Regions from separate parts of the Sus scrofa genome. Here all the other regions are linked to region 3. Evidence: chromatin contacts called from public Hi-C and HiChIP or PLAC-seq data. All regions are on one chromosome and are shown on one strand. The core of a region is the stretch at or near the end of the contact, and the rest is flanking DNA. Distances in the headings are between cores, read along the strand shown. Region 1 overlaps PDZRN3 (E3 ubiquitin-protein ligase PDZRN3). Region 2 overlaps PDZRN3 (E3 ubiquitin-protein ligase PDZRN3). Region 3 holds the start of PDZRN3 (E3 ubiquitin-protein ligase PDZRN3).

Region 1 (3,823 bases), core at 58-2,557, 84 kb before region 3:
CTGGGCAAAATTCACTGGATGAATACCATCTTTTCAGGTGCAGACAGAGATGATGGTACTGAAAGATGCAAGAGGAGATAAACAGACAATGTGTGTCATGTTCATTTATCTGTAAACCTAGGGTTGCATCTACCACTGGAAAATAAGGACCAGCAGGAGGCAGCACAGAACAAAGAAAACCTTACACATGTAGCCAAGTGGTCCTATAAAAGTTGCAAGTTATCTGTCCTCGGATCACAAAAAGCACTGGATTATTCACTTTGTGAAATAACTAACCAAGGAAACCCAGCACTTTCACCAGTAGAAAAAGAGCTTCAGCACAGGCGTTTTTGGTCCTGGTTCTCCCTGCACGGGGATTTCAGGTGACGCTCAGATTTCAAGGTTTCAAAGCTGGAATTCAGACTCTTTTCCAACTTGCCTAAAACATTTTATGATTGCTGTTAAATATTTTTAAAATGCTGCTGAGAATGGTTCCCCCACTTACATACACACACAAAATGTAGATGGATAATATTTATATTGTCTTCATGTTGAAGCTAAACACTGACTTCGTCAAACTTTTTACACTGGAAGGTGATGCGTGCTTCTGCAGATGTATACTCTTCGAGTCCATGCAACTTATGAATGCGCGAATGACTGTTACTATACGGGAAGAAAAGAGGACACTTTGGAACCAGCCGAGCCTGAGCTCTGTAGCTGCAACGTAGGGTGGGAACACTGAGGCCCAGCTCTGCTCCCCACTCCCTGCCCCTTGCATTCCAAGTGCCTGGGTTTTGGTGCCTGAAAGGCCCAGCACCATCCCCAAGGGCAGAATTCCTTCCATCCCACTCACGACAACAGCCCAAGTGAGGAATCCTAAGCGTCCCTAATTCATCATCTTCAGGATGGAGGAGAAAAAAATTCCCCACAAGCCCTCACTAACGCAACTCTGGAAGCAGGTTGACTCATTTCATTTCTGTGGTTTGACAGACTAAAAGCTCTGGAGTCTTATTGGCAGTAGGTAGTTTTTTCCTTAAAGCTTAAGGAAAAACGAAAACACTCAAAAATATCATGAGCTGACAGCAAAGTTACCCTTCCTGGTTTATGGTTGTGGGTGTTTCTGCCAGCATCCCAGCAGCAAGAGCAAAGTTACTGGTGCAGAGTAAACCACTTGGTAAGAATCTGTGGCTGGTAAAGAGATAAAACTTAGTGACCCCAAGTGGTCAGAGGTGGGGAATACCTATAAAAGCCACTCTGAGCTCTGGTCCAGGCAGAGGCCCCATCTGCTCTCCTGTCTGCTCTTTGCTTATAGGCCAGAGAGAAGAGGCTCGGCTGCAAAACAACCATGTGGAGGCAGTCTGCTGCCTGGGTGGGGGGGTGAGCCGAACTCACTGCCCTGTGGGGTGTATGTGGGACGAGGGTCACTTCCCTGCCACCCCAAAAAGGGGGAGGAGAGTCTTCTCCATTGTCGCTAACGTTGTGAGCCCACTGAAGCCTGGTGGGTCAGCCCCGAGACAAAGTCAACCCTGAAGCTTGATTTTATTTGTTCTTGGCAAGTCCCAACTTCCTGGTTCTAAGGGGATGGAGGGGTGCTGGTTGGGGGGGGTAGTTAAAAGTCTCATAAAAAGGCTCCAAATGCTTCTTGGACACCAAAGAGCTCTTACAAAACTACATTTTGATGAGCTACATGTAAATGAATCAGAAACATATGGATTTCATTTCCTTCATAATACACAGGGGTTTAGGAATGAAGAGGTGGGGGAATTCTTGGCAAGAGCAGTCCAGGCTCTGGCGAAAATGTTACAGGGTTGGGGGGATGGCTTCAGATATTGGCTAAACCTAAATTAAGATGAGGACAACCACACACCCACCCCTTCGTCTGTGAGGCTTTTGATATCTACCCGCCAACCTGAGATGCCAGTGAGAAAAAGGACCACCTCCACCAAAGCGACGGGCACAGGAGTCTGGGGTTGTCCTCTCATGTTGTTCTGTGAGCAACTGAAGAATACTGGCTGTTCTGGGGCTGCTGGGACTTATGAAGCAGGAGAGAGAAACATTTTATACCTCAGATTTCCACTAAAGGGAAGGCAGGCGGCATTTTCATAAAAAGCCTATCAAAGTACCATGGCAAAGAAGGGATCCTATTTTTGAACACTCGCCAATTTGAATCTCTCATGGAAGGGGGGGCACCTCATTTTTGGAGGCTTGATTCTCCCACTGGGAGCCTGACCACCTCAAATCCCGGATGGAGGCAGGGGTGCTTGAGGCACCCACATCACACAGAGGTGCTTTTCATCTGGGCCTTTCACACATGTGTTTTATTAAGCTAAAGAATTACGGGGGGTGGGTGCAGATAGAGAAGCCAGGAGCAAATGAGGTTTCTGGAGTGAGCCCCGCAATAGGGTCAATTGCTCAACACCTGTTTTGGCTAAAAATTAAATGGGCAGTTTTAATGTTACCTATCAGAAGCCGAGGGGTGTGGTCCAAGTGGAGATGAGGGATTCTTGCCAAAGAAGAAAATAAATAAAACCAAAAGCAGATGGGCAGATGTGAGGGAGGGAGGATACACAGAGAAATGGCAAAGAGGCATATGTTCCCAAGACAGAACTGATGAGGAAGCACTTTAAAACAGTCCAGAGAGAGAGAAAATGCTACAGAAAATGGCACCTGCCCCCCACCAGGCACAGAGCTGACTGTATGGGTGGGGAACATCAAACATCCTCAAACTATTTTCTTTTCATGGGTCACATGCTTGGTGGCTTATCTCTTCTCGCCTCTGAACACAAGTACAATCACTTTCTGTTGATAATCATGTTCAGCTTAATTACACAGAGGTTGCACTTGGGCATTTCCTTCCTTGATGCTGAAGTGATGCCATTATTTTTCATGTAATTGCAGAATAAGGGGTGCTCTGTTCATGCAGTCCAGGAATTGCTAATCCAACAATGGTGAATACCAAGGCAGTGCACAACTTCAATTTTCATGATTACTATTAATTAAGGGTCTGTCAAAGGGACAGAATGGGCTCTTTTCTTCTCTATCAGCAGCACAGGCACTTTCCCCAAGAGAGGATGCATGACAGGAAGGAAGAGTGAGTCAGGCTGCACCATCTCTTGGGTTCAAAGCCCAATCCCACCAGCTCAAGATGGGTATTGGAACAGCCACTTTTACAAGTTCGCTCTTCCAGAGAGGCCGGGTGCAGACAAGGAGACGGCAATGCAGCAGGCCGCCTCCAGAGCCGCAACAGAGCTGGCATCCTAGAATACCAGTTTCGTCATGGGGTTTTCACTTAAAGACTGAAGGAAGTGCTTGGAAAGGAAATACGGCCACAAGGCCTAAGAATTGGATAAAGAGAAATTTACAGTGTCCACTCTTACATGAACTGTATATTCTGCAGCTAAAATGTCCTCTTCGAGGGGCCAAGTATAATGTGCTTTTGTTTGTTTGTTTTTAATGCCACGCCTTCAGCATATGGAAGTGTCCAGGCTAGGGGCTGAATTGGAGCTGCAACTGAGGTCTACACAGCAGCTCACAGCAATTCCAGATCCTTAACCCACTGAGCAAGGCCAGGGATCAAACCCACATCCTCATAGACACTATGGTGAGTTCTTAACCCACTGAGCCACAATGGGAACTCCATGTTTTTCACTCATCTTTGCACTTCAATGCCATGTTTTATACTGTACAGAACATTAAAAGTGTTTCCATTTCAGCTTTTCCCAAGCTTAATGTCTCAGTACATCTGCATAGTCCATGGGTAACTGGCTAACTGGAGCAAGGAACACATGCACTCCTGCAACATTTTCTATTTAAAAAAAAAAAATTCTAACCTGCCTTTAGTTTA
Region 2 (3,996 bases), core at 203-2,702, 120 kb before region 3:
TAACCAAGGAGTTGAACTAGAAGATGGCTAATGTCCCTTTTGGCTCTCCCAGTGCTACAGCCCCAAGAGGTATCTGTTGCTATTTATTAACTTACTGAGGAATGAGGCTTTGAGCCCTGAAGGACAGAAGTAACTCTTTGGAAGAGTCACACCAGAATTTAATTTTAAGTTGAGGTCTCAGGCTTTTAGGAGGAAAAAAAAAAAGCCTTTTTATGGCTAATATTCTATTGTATATATGTACCACCTCTTTATCCATTCCTCTGCTGATAGATATTTAGGTTGCTTGCATATCTTGGCTATTGTGAATATTGTTGCTATGGACATGCATCCTTTTGAGTCATGGTTTTCTCCGGATAGATGCCCAGGAGTGGGATTGCTGGATCATATGGTGATTCTATTTTTAGTTACTTGAGGAACCTCCATGCTGTTTTCCATAGCAGTTGTACAAATTTACATTCCTATCTACAGCGCAGGGGGCTTCTCGATGTTACTTGTCCATAAAAAAAAAAAAAATGCATTAATGGTATTTGCAGCAACATGGATAGGCGGTAGAAATTATCATAGTAAGTGAAGTTAGAGACAATTTAGGACAAACATCATAGGATATCATTTATATGTGGAATCTAAGAAAAGGCTACGAATGAACTCATTTGCAGAACAGACTCACAGACTTTGAAAAACTTATGGTTACCAAAGGGGACACGTGTGCAGGAGGGAGGGGTAGATTGGGGATTTGGGATGGAAATGTTCTCAAATTAGGTTGTGGTGATGTCTATACAACTATAAATATAATAAAATTCATTGAATGATTAAAAAGAAAAAAAACAGCCTCTTGCCTCCCCATCTAATCAACTGCAAGCAGCTACTTTCAGCTCTGATTGAATAATCAATTCTTGCCAGAAGATGCCTGAGTAAATACCAAACAGACAACTTCCTGCCTTGAGTCCTGGCCTGGGGTGGCTCTTTCCTAAGGAAAAAAACTGCTGCAAATGTTTCCACCTGAGGAAAACAGAGGCCAGAGCCTCCCTGCACCCATTCCTTGAAAGCAATACTTGCAAATGTTTTGAAAACAACAGATTATCTTTAAAGAAGCAGCAGCAACAACAGAAAGCCATTTGTTGCTTCCACCAGGCCTGATTCATTTGTTGTACACTGGGGGGTGGAGGTGGGGGATAGGGGTGGGGAGGAGAGGCGCTGCTCTACCAAATGTTTCCTATCAGAGACAAGTATTCTGATTATCAGCAAAACACTAGATGGATGTGCCAGCAACTTGGTCAACGACTGAGCTTGGGGATTCCATAGAATCCATACTACATTCTTTCTGCCTCTTGCCTCCGTCCATTTTCCTGTCTACGAATCTGCTGCCTGGCAATCAGGCATGACTGTAAGGAGTGGATTACTGTGAGAGATGAAATTAGTGCTCTTGTCTTGTCCCGGAACTCCACTCCTAGGTCTCAACCACAGAAGAAATACCAGCATGCATGCACAGGGAGAAATATGCAAGGCAGTTCACAAAAACACAAGACCAGAGTAGCCAACAACCTCGAGATCCAGGAAGAGGGCCATGGAAAATGTGTGTGTGCTCTAGGCTGGGGAAAAGGCCTGGACCAGAGAGAAATCTGAAAGACCCAGAAGTATGAAATACAGTGGGAAAGAACCCAGAGCAGATTCATAGCAGGGCTTGCCCTCTGCACCGGGGAAGGGTCTAGCTGGGGAGTGGGTGGGAGGCGGGTTCAGATCCAAGGAGGGCTTTAGATCTAGATGTAACATTCTACAACTCTAACACGAGACTATGAAGGAAACTGAGTTCAGATAGTCTCACTATATAAATAGAGGAAGAAAAAAAAAACCCTCTGAAAGTGGGTGTGGCAAATGGGACTACTTTTAGAGGGCAGGTGTACAGGTGACTCAATTTCTCCTTTGTGCTTCTCTCTTTTTCATTCTTTACCCTCAATAAAAAAAACACAAACACACCTTTCTCCTGTGGCCTTCTGGATGCCCACCATGAAGAACAAAAGCTACAATGCAAGAGACAAGGGCTAAAGCAGGAAGCAGGTACTGGCTATTTTTCATTTTTGGCTGGTCCACAGCATATGGAGCTCCTGCGCCAGGAATCAGATCTGAGCCAAGGTGTGAACTAAGCTGTCAGTGTGACACCATCAGATCCTTAGCCGCTATGCGGAGCCTGGGGTCAAACCCATATTGCCGTACGTCCAAGATGCTGCCAATCCCGTTGCGCCACAGTGGGAGCTCCCAGGTACTTGCCTCATTCCTTCTTGTTTGTGCCAGAAAAAGGATCCTTCTTTGCAACCCTGCCCCCGCCCCCGCCCCCGAGCCCAGTCCTGGATATCCGCTGATCCTCTTCTGCAGCCAGGGGCCCCTGGGGCTGGCTTTCGGGGTGAATCTGGTTGGATCCCATACTTGGTCTTGCTTGTGTCTTTGAACAGTCTTTGCAGGCAAGTTTTCCACTCTCGGGTTCCAAGTGCTCCAGGCGGTGGGAATGGTTTTGCTGCCAGTCTCCTCTTGAGGCTCGGGGCCTGGGGCAGCTCAGGGATGGAAAGAGAGTGTGGCCCTGTTTCTCACCGCCCCACAGTCCCGGCTGTAGCTTCGGCACACAAAGCGGGTGTTGCTGTAAAAAAGCCGTTCTGCTGGCACTCGGAAAACAAATCTGTAGAGGATCTGAACCAAGGCTCAGCCGCCAAACAGACATCTCATTGTGCTCAGGGTTTCAAAAAGGAGCCCTTCCGAAGTGGGGGCCTTTCAGGCTGACAGTTAAATCACAACGGCCGGTATTTACAGCAACAGCTTCCAACTGTCTGGCCGAATCCATCATATTCCTATTTCACAGAAACCAGGGGTGGTTAACAACACAGAAGCTGGGGGCGACCCGAAAGTAAAGGGCGGGTGAGCCAGAATGTGTGTAAGAAACCAGACCTTCCATACGGCAGGAGTTAACACATGCCTTCGCCTTTCGTAAACAAGTTTTGTTGTTGTTGTTTTTCAATCAAGTGACAAATGTAATAGATCAGAAGACACCCACACAGACAGGTCTTAAGGCAGCTTTATGCTCATTAAATCAAGTCCATTCCTGGAGCACTTTCAGCCGTGGGGGGGCTGGGGGTGGCAAGGAGGTTGCGTGATTCTTAGCTTCTTACTAAAAGCTTGGAAAGCAGAGCTCCGTGGGCCCAGAGCAGCAGCCAACCGTTCCAAATGCAGACAGGAAACACCTGGAACTCTGCGCCACTCGGGCCTGCACTTTACGTTTCAAAACAGAGGATTCTGAATTGTTCATAAATATTTGTCTTGTTTCAATAAAACACTCTTCAACCAGTTTCATAAACCCTCGGTTCAGAAGGCTCAAACATACACGCTACTAGTCGTCCACATTCTTTTAACATTGCATCTATTTATGTGGACGATATTCTGGAAACCTAAAACCCAAAGGAAGGCGTTTAATGGTGTCATAAGGGAATTGCAGGGCTTTTTTTGGGGAGGGGAGGACAAGTTTCCCCATCAATAAAGCCCAAATCATGCTTGTTTTCTGAAAAAGGTTTTTAAAAATACTAAATTGGAGTATAAATTAAACCCAAGTTTCCCTAACTTGCCCATTACAGTAAATAAAACCCAGACAAACCCTTCTAGGGACTTAGAAAAGGCCTTAGTATAACTGACAATTAAACCTCCAGCTATAGGGCAGAGTCAGACCAAGGGCTCTGGAGCCAAACATTCATACCTGCACGTCCATGAACATGTCAAACCCTTTAAAATATTTTAAAAAGCAAGTTTTAGACACTGCAACGAAAATTAACTCGGCTTTCTTGTTGAAAATTCAATTTCTGAAAGCTGTTTTCTTCCTATTTTTACTCTTCCAGATTTTCTACCATGTACGTAGACATGTATTGCTTTCATTTACTGTAAAATGTACTTTGATAATCAGAAAAATGAAAATGTCACACACACGTAGACATAGAGATGGAAGTGATCGGGGAGGAAAGG
Region 3 (3,922 bases), core at 13-2,512:
TGAATACAGTTCACACTGTGTGTCATATCTTATCCTGTGCATCATGTGTGTAGCGACCAAGTTTCCCACCCTTTAAAGAGGTTAAGCGACCTCCGCAGGATCACCCAGCTGGTCCAAAGGAAAGCCTTTGCTCAGTTCTGACTTGGAGCTACACTCACTCTTACTCTACCCTGATCACAGATTCCTTTCAGTCTTTACGGAAACACTGAAGCTGCTGTCTAATCTGTAGGGACCACAATTTCTAAGTTTAGACTGATTCCTCGACCTGCCCACGGTGATATATCTGGCAAGCAGTGCCGGAGGAGGGAGGCAGGGATGCTCCGGGCATCCTGGTGCCCGCAGGGGCTGGGAGACGCCCTGGGGACCAGAGGGCCTGGCTGGGGGTCTGTGCTGGTGGTGGGCGCCTACCTTGCCGCCGGGCGGCGCGGCCACGCAGCGGCTGAGTGAATCGAGGCGTGCGCTGTACTCGGTGAACTTCTTCTGGTAGCGCAGGGCGGTCATCTGCAGCTCCAGCTGTGCGGCGGCCAGCTGCGCCACCAGCGACTTTTCCCGCTTGCCCGCGCGCAGCGCCTCCTTCTTGAGCGCCTTGTGCAGCGCGCCCAGGCGGGCCTGTAGGGCGCCGTTGTGCGCCCGCAGGGCCCGCGCGCAGCAGTGGCCGCCCGCGCGCTGCTCGCCGTGCGTCAGGGGCAGCCCGCAGCCCTCCTGGCAGCGGCCCACGGGCCGCGCGTCGCACGCGTCGCGCATGTGCGCCTCCACGTCTCGCCGCAGCAACACCTGGCCGCAGCCCGCGTGGCGGCAGCGCGCGGGCGCGAAGTCGCAGCGCTCTAGGTGCTCCGGCAGCTGCTGCAGCTTGACCACCCGGCCACAGCCGCGCGCGGCGTGCGCACACTTGATGTCCAGCTTGAGGATGAGACGCTTGAGCGGCAGGACGTGGTTAAGCTCCTTGGCCGAGAGGCGACCGCGGCAGCGTGCGGGGCAGCTGCCCTCCTGTACCACCCAGGGTAGCACGCAGCCGGCGCAGAAGACGTGGCCGCACGGCGTGGTGAGCGGGTCCTCCAGGACCTTGTGGCACAGCGCACACTTGAGGTCCGGGTCCACGTCGCCCTCGAAGCGGTCCAGCTCGAAGCCCATGGTGGCGGCCGGGGCCCGGGGTCGCCGCCGGGCGGCCGGCCGCCCACTCCCTCCCTGCGAAGCAGCCCAGACGCGCCGGCTGCGCCGCCGGCTCGCTCGCTCTCCCCGGACTGAGCCTAATTGCTGCAGACTTCCTCGGAAAAAGCCTGAGGAACAAAACTCCTCAGCCGTATTTACCAGAGCGCGTGCGCACAAACATCCTGCCTCGGCTGCCTCACGCCCGCCCCCTGCGAAAGGGAGGGGAAAAGAGACAGGAGGGTAAGGAGACCCAGAGGCTCGCCGCCGAGGGAACTAGCGCGCCCAGAATGCGGCCACAGACCCTCTCTCCGGAAACTCCTCTCCCCCTTGTAGTTTTCGCTGTAGGAGACAAAACGCCAACCGAGAAAAGATCACTGAGGGGCGGAGGATGCTGCTGTCGTCCAGACAGTTTTCCTGGAGCTCCTTCCTGGCCACATGGAGACTTATTACCCCCCCACACCTCTTTTCTTGCCTGATTGCAGAGAGCGAAAAATATCTTGGGGCCCGCTATCTGAGCACTTACGGTCTTTATTTATTTATTTCTTACCAGGGAAAGTTACTGAGCCTTTGGGACGCTCCTGCAACTACAGTTCCGCCCAGAGGTTCTGCAGACCCCTTGGTTTGCCTGGCCTAGGTTTCTAGGAGCAGAGGGCGAGTCTACGGTGGCAAATTTTCAGGGATGAGAGTTGCTCGCCGGCTGCCTGCCGGGCTGTCTCTGTCCACTTCACCTAACAGCTCTGAAGTGTTTCCACTGCAGTGTAGCATGCGTTGTGTTGGGTGGGCCCTGCTAAATAGGTCCCTTTAAGAATAACTGGTAGAGGAGTTCCCGTCGTGGCGCAGTGGTTAACGAATCCGACTAGGAACCATGAGGTTGCGGGTTCGGTCCCTGCCCTTGCTCAGTGGGTTGATGATCTGGCGTTGCCATGAGCTGTGGTGTAGGTTGCAGACGCGGCTCGGATCCCGCGTTGCTGTGGCTCTGGCGTAGGCCAGTGGCTACAGCTCCGATTAGACCCCTAGCCTGGGAACCTCCATATGCCGCGGGAGCGGCCCAAGAAATAACAAAAAGACAAAAAAAAAAAAAAAAAAAAAAAAAAAAAAGAATAACTGGTAGAATATTGTGAGAGAGTGTTAGCAGTTTTAAAAGATAATTTCCCCCATTACAAAAGAAGGAACGCTGTCCTACAGTGTTAAAAACTGCCTCTATAGAACTTGGAGAAGTTTCCCTGTAATCCTCTGCAATCATATAAACTGTGTTCCTTAAGGTTTTTTTTTTTCCCTATGGTTTGTACACTGTTATATTTTCATTTGCCACACTCAGAGAGGCAAAATAAAAGTCTTGTAGGGCCTGTAGAGCAGTCTTAAATTTTAAGGTGGATGCAGATTCTGATCCAAGTACGTCTGGGGTGGAGTGTCAGTCTCTGAAAGAGACTCCAAGTGGTGCTGATGCTATTGGCCTATGGATTTCCACTTGTTTGGGAAGCAGCCATTCATGAATGTGGAATATGGACTCTTTTCCTCTGCCACGGGGGTGGGGGGGGGTAGCTTTTTTCAATCAGGGCAGTTTTCGGCAACACTTATGAGTGCTGAGGGAATCCTCTGGGCTTCCAACCCAGGAGATCAATTCATAGCATCATCCATGGATTTGGTGTTTTTTTTTGTTTTTTTTTTTTTTCTCTCCTCAGGCCTTAGACCATGCTAAGAAAGACCCAGCCAACATTTGGTAAGAAAGAAATCAAGCTGTGGAATTCTTATTTGGAATGTGCTGCCGGTTCCTGAAGAGTGAAGTGGAAAAGTTGGATCCCTGTGTTGAGTGTGGCTCTGGGGCCTGGAAAGTGGGATTACAGCATCCATTTTTGTCTAATTGCTTTTATTTCTCTCCTTTATGTGTCTGCGAAAGCCCCGTGACCTTCACTACTTAACTGCTTCACCAGAGTGAAAGGGTTGCCTTGATGTTCATAAGGATTACTTGTTTTGAACTGACCTTTAAAAAGTTGTCACTGCTTAGATTTTTCAGTGCCTGGTCGAGGTCACTGGACGTGTTCTTTCATCATTGTCGGTGGCATTTGTTGTCTGTTTGTGGTTGGGACTTTCTTTTAATTGCTTTAATCAATTAATGCATTCCTTTGCTAGTACTTCGGGTGGAGTATAATTGGCCTTTGTTCAGATAAGCATGTGCCAGAAATCCTCCATCAGTATATTTATTAAGCTGCTCACAGGTTCTCAGATAATGGGGAAGAAACACATTCTTTCAACAAAGGTGTGTGGGCCTGTCAGTTTCACAGGGTGGGCTAGTGTCAACAGGGGGATAATCTTCAAACCAGACTGGTTCTGAGAAACAGAGAAAGCTCACCCTACACCATAAGTGGGAAATTACTGCTTACTCTGGGTGTAGGCTTCTCTTAAGGGTTGTCCTCCCAACCCCCCACCCCGATGCCACTGAGAGGCTGTTGATGAGATGCTGCAGCTGAGGCCACAGCACAGCCATAGCAGACTCTGGACCAGCCTCTTTCAGAAAAAGAAAGTCTGTCTAAACCACTCCTGGCTAATTTTAGAATCAAAGTTCTTGGAGGCCAGGGAAAAAAAAAAACCTCCTAGAACATTACCGTTGGCAGGTCATGTATATTATTTAGTGGCTGAAATTAATGGATAGGGTAATTAAGAACCAGAAAGATTTAAAAAAGAACAGTTTAGGAGTTCTTACTGTGGCACGGTGGGTTAAGGATCTGATTGCAGCAGCTCTGGTCACTGAGGAGGTGTGGGTTCATCCATGGCC

What was found. Hi-C and Micro-C count contacts between places; a contact is called where the count stands out from the background. HiChIP or PLAC-seq counts read pairs in DNA pulled down with a chosen protein or histone mark.
Region 1: a contact with region 3 is called in a Hi-C map of embryonic fibroblasts, with 3 times the contacts expected there. The contact joins the enhancer-like site here to the promoter of PDZRN3 in region 3. A contact is called at or near these places in 7 of 47 Hi-C or Micro-C datasets (adipocytes, embryonic fibroblasts, fibroblasts and 3 more) and 1 of 2 datasets of contacts at active chromatin or transcription factors (skeletal muscle).
Region 2: a contact with region 3 is called in an H3K27ac HiChIP or PLAC-seq map of skeletal muscle, with 4 times the contacts expected there. The contact joins the enhancer-like site here to the promoter of PDZRN3 in region 3. A contact is called at or near these places in 16 of 47 Hi-C or Micro-C datasets (alveolar macrophages, brain, embryonic fibroblasts and 9 more) and 1 of 2 datasets of contacts at active chromatin or transcription factors (skeletal muscle).

The regions. Positions count from the first base shown.
Region 1 is chr13:54,819,579-54,823,401 of Sscrofa11.1, forward strand. All of the region lies in intron 3 of PDZRN3 (E3 ubiquitin-protein ligase PDZRN3), which reads right to left. Among named protein-coding and RNA genes, the nearest start is that of PDZRN3, 83 kb to the right of the region's middle. Within about 2 kb of position 1,308, at least 9 of the 83 cell types and tissues checked have an H3K27ac peak or open chromatin away from gene starts, as enhancers often do. A contact at or near this core is called in embryonic fibroblasts and subcutaneous adipose tissue, where this site is marked.
Region 2 is chr13:54,781,514-54,785,509 of Sscrofa11.1, forward strand. All of the region lies in intron 3 of PDZRN3 (E3 ubiquitin-protein ligase PDZRN3), which reads right to left. Among named protein-coding and RNA genes, the nearest start is that of PDZRN3, 120 kb to the right of the region's middle. Within about 2 kb of position 1,453, at least 17 of the 83 cell types and tissues checked have an H3K27ac peak or open chromatin away from gene starts, as enhancers often do. A contact at or near this core is called in embryonic fibroblasts, fetal skeletal muscle and skeletal muscle, where this site is marked.
Region 3 is chr13:54,903,480-54,907,401 of Sscrofa11.1, forward strand. It overlaps PDZRN3 (E3 ubiquitin-protein ligase PDZRN3), which reads right to left and starts at 1,263. Exons shown (of 10, transcript XM_021069221.1): 1 at 409-1,263. The coding sequence starts at 1,131.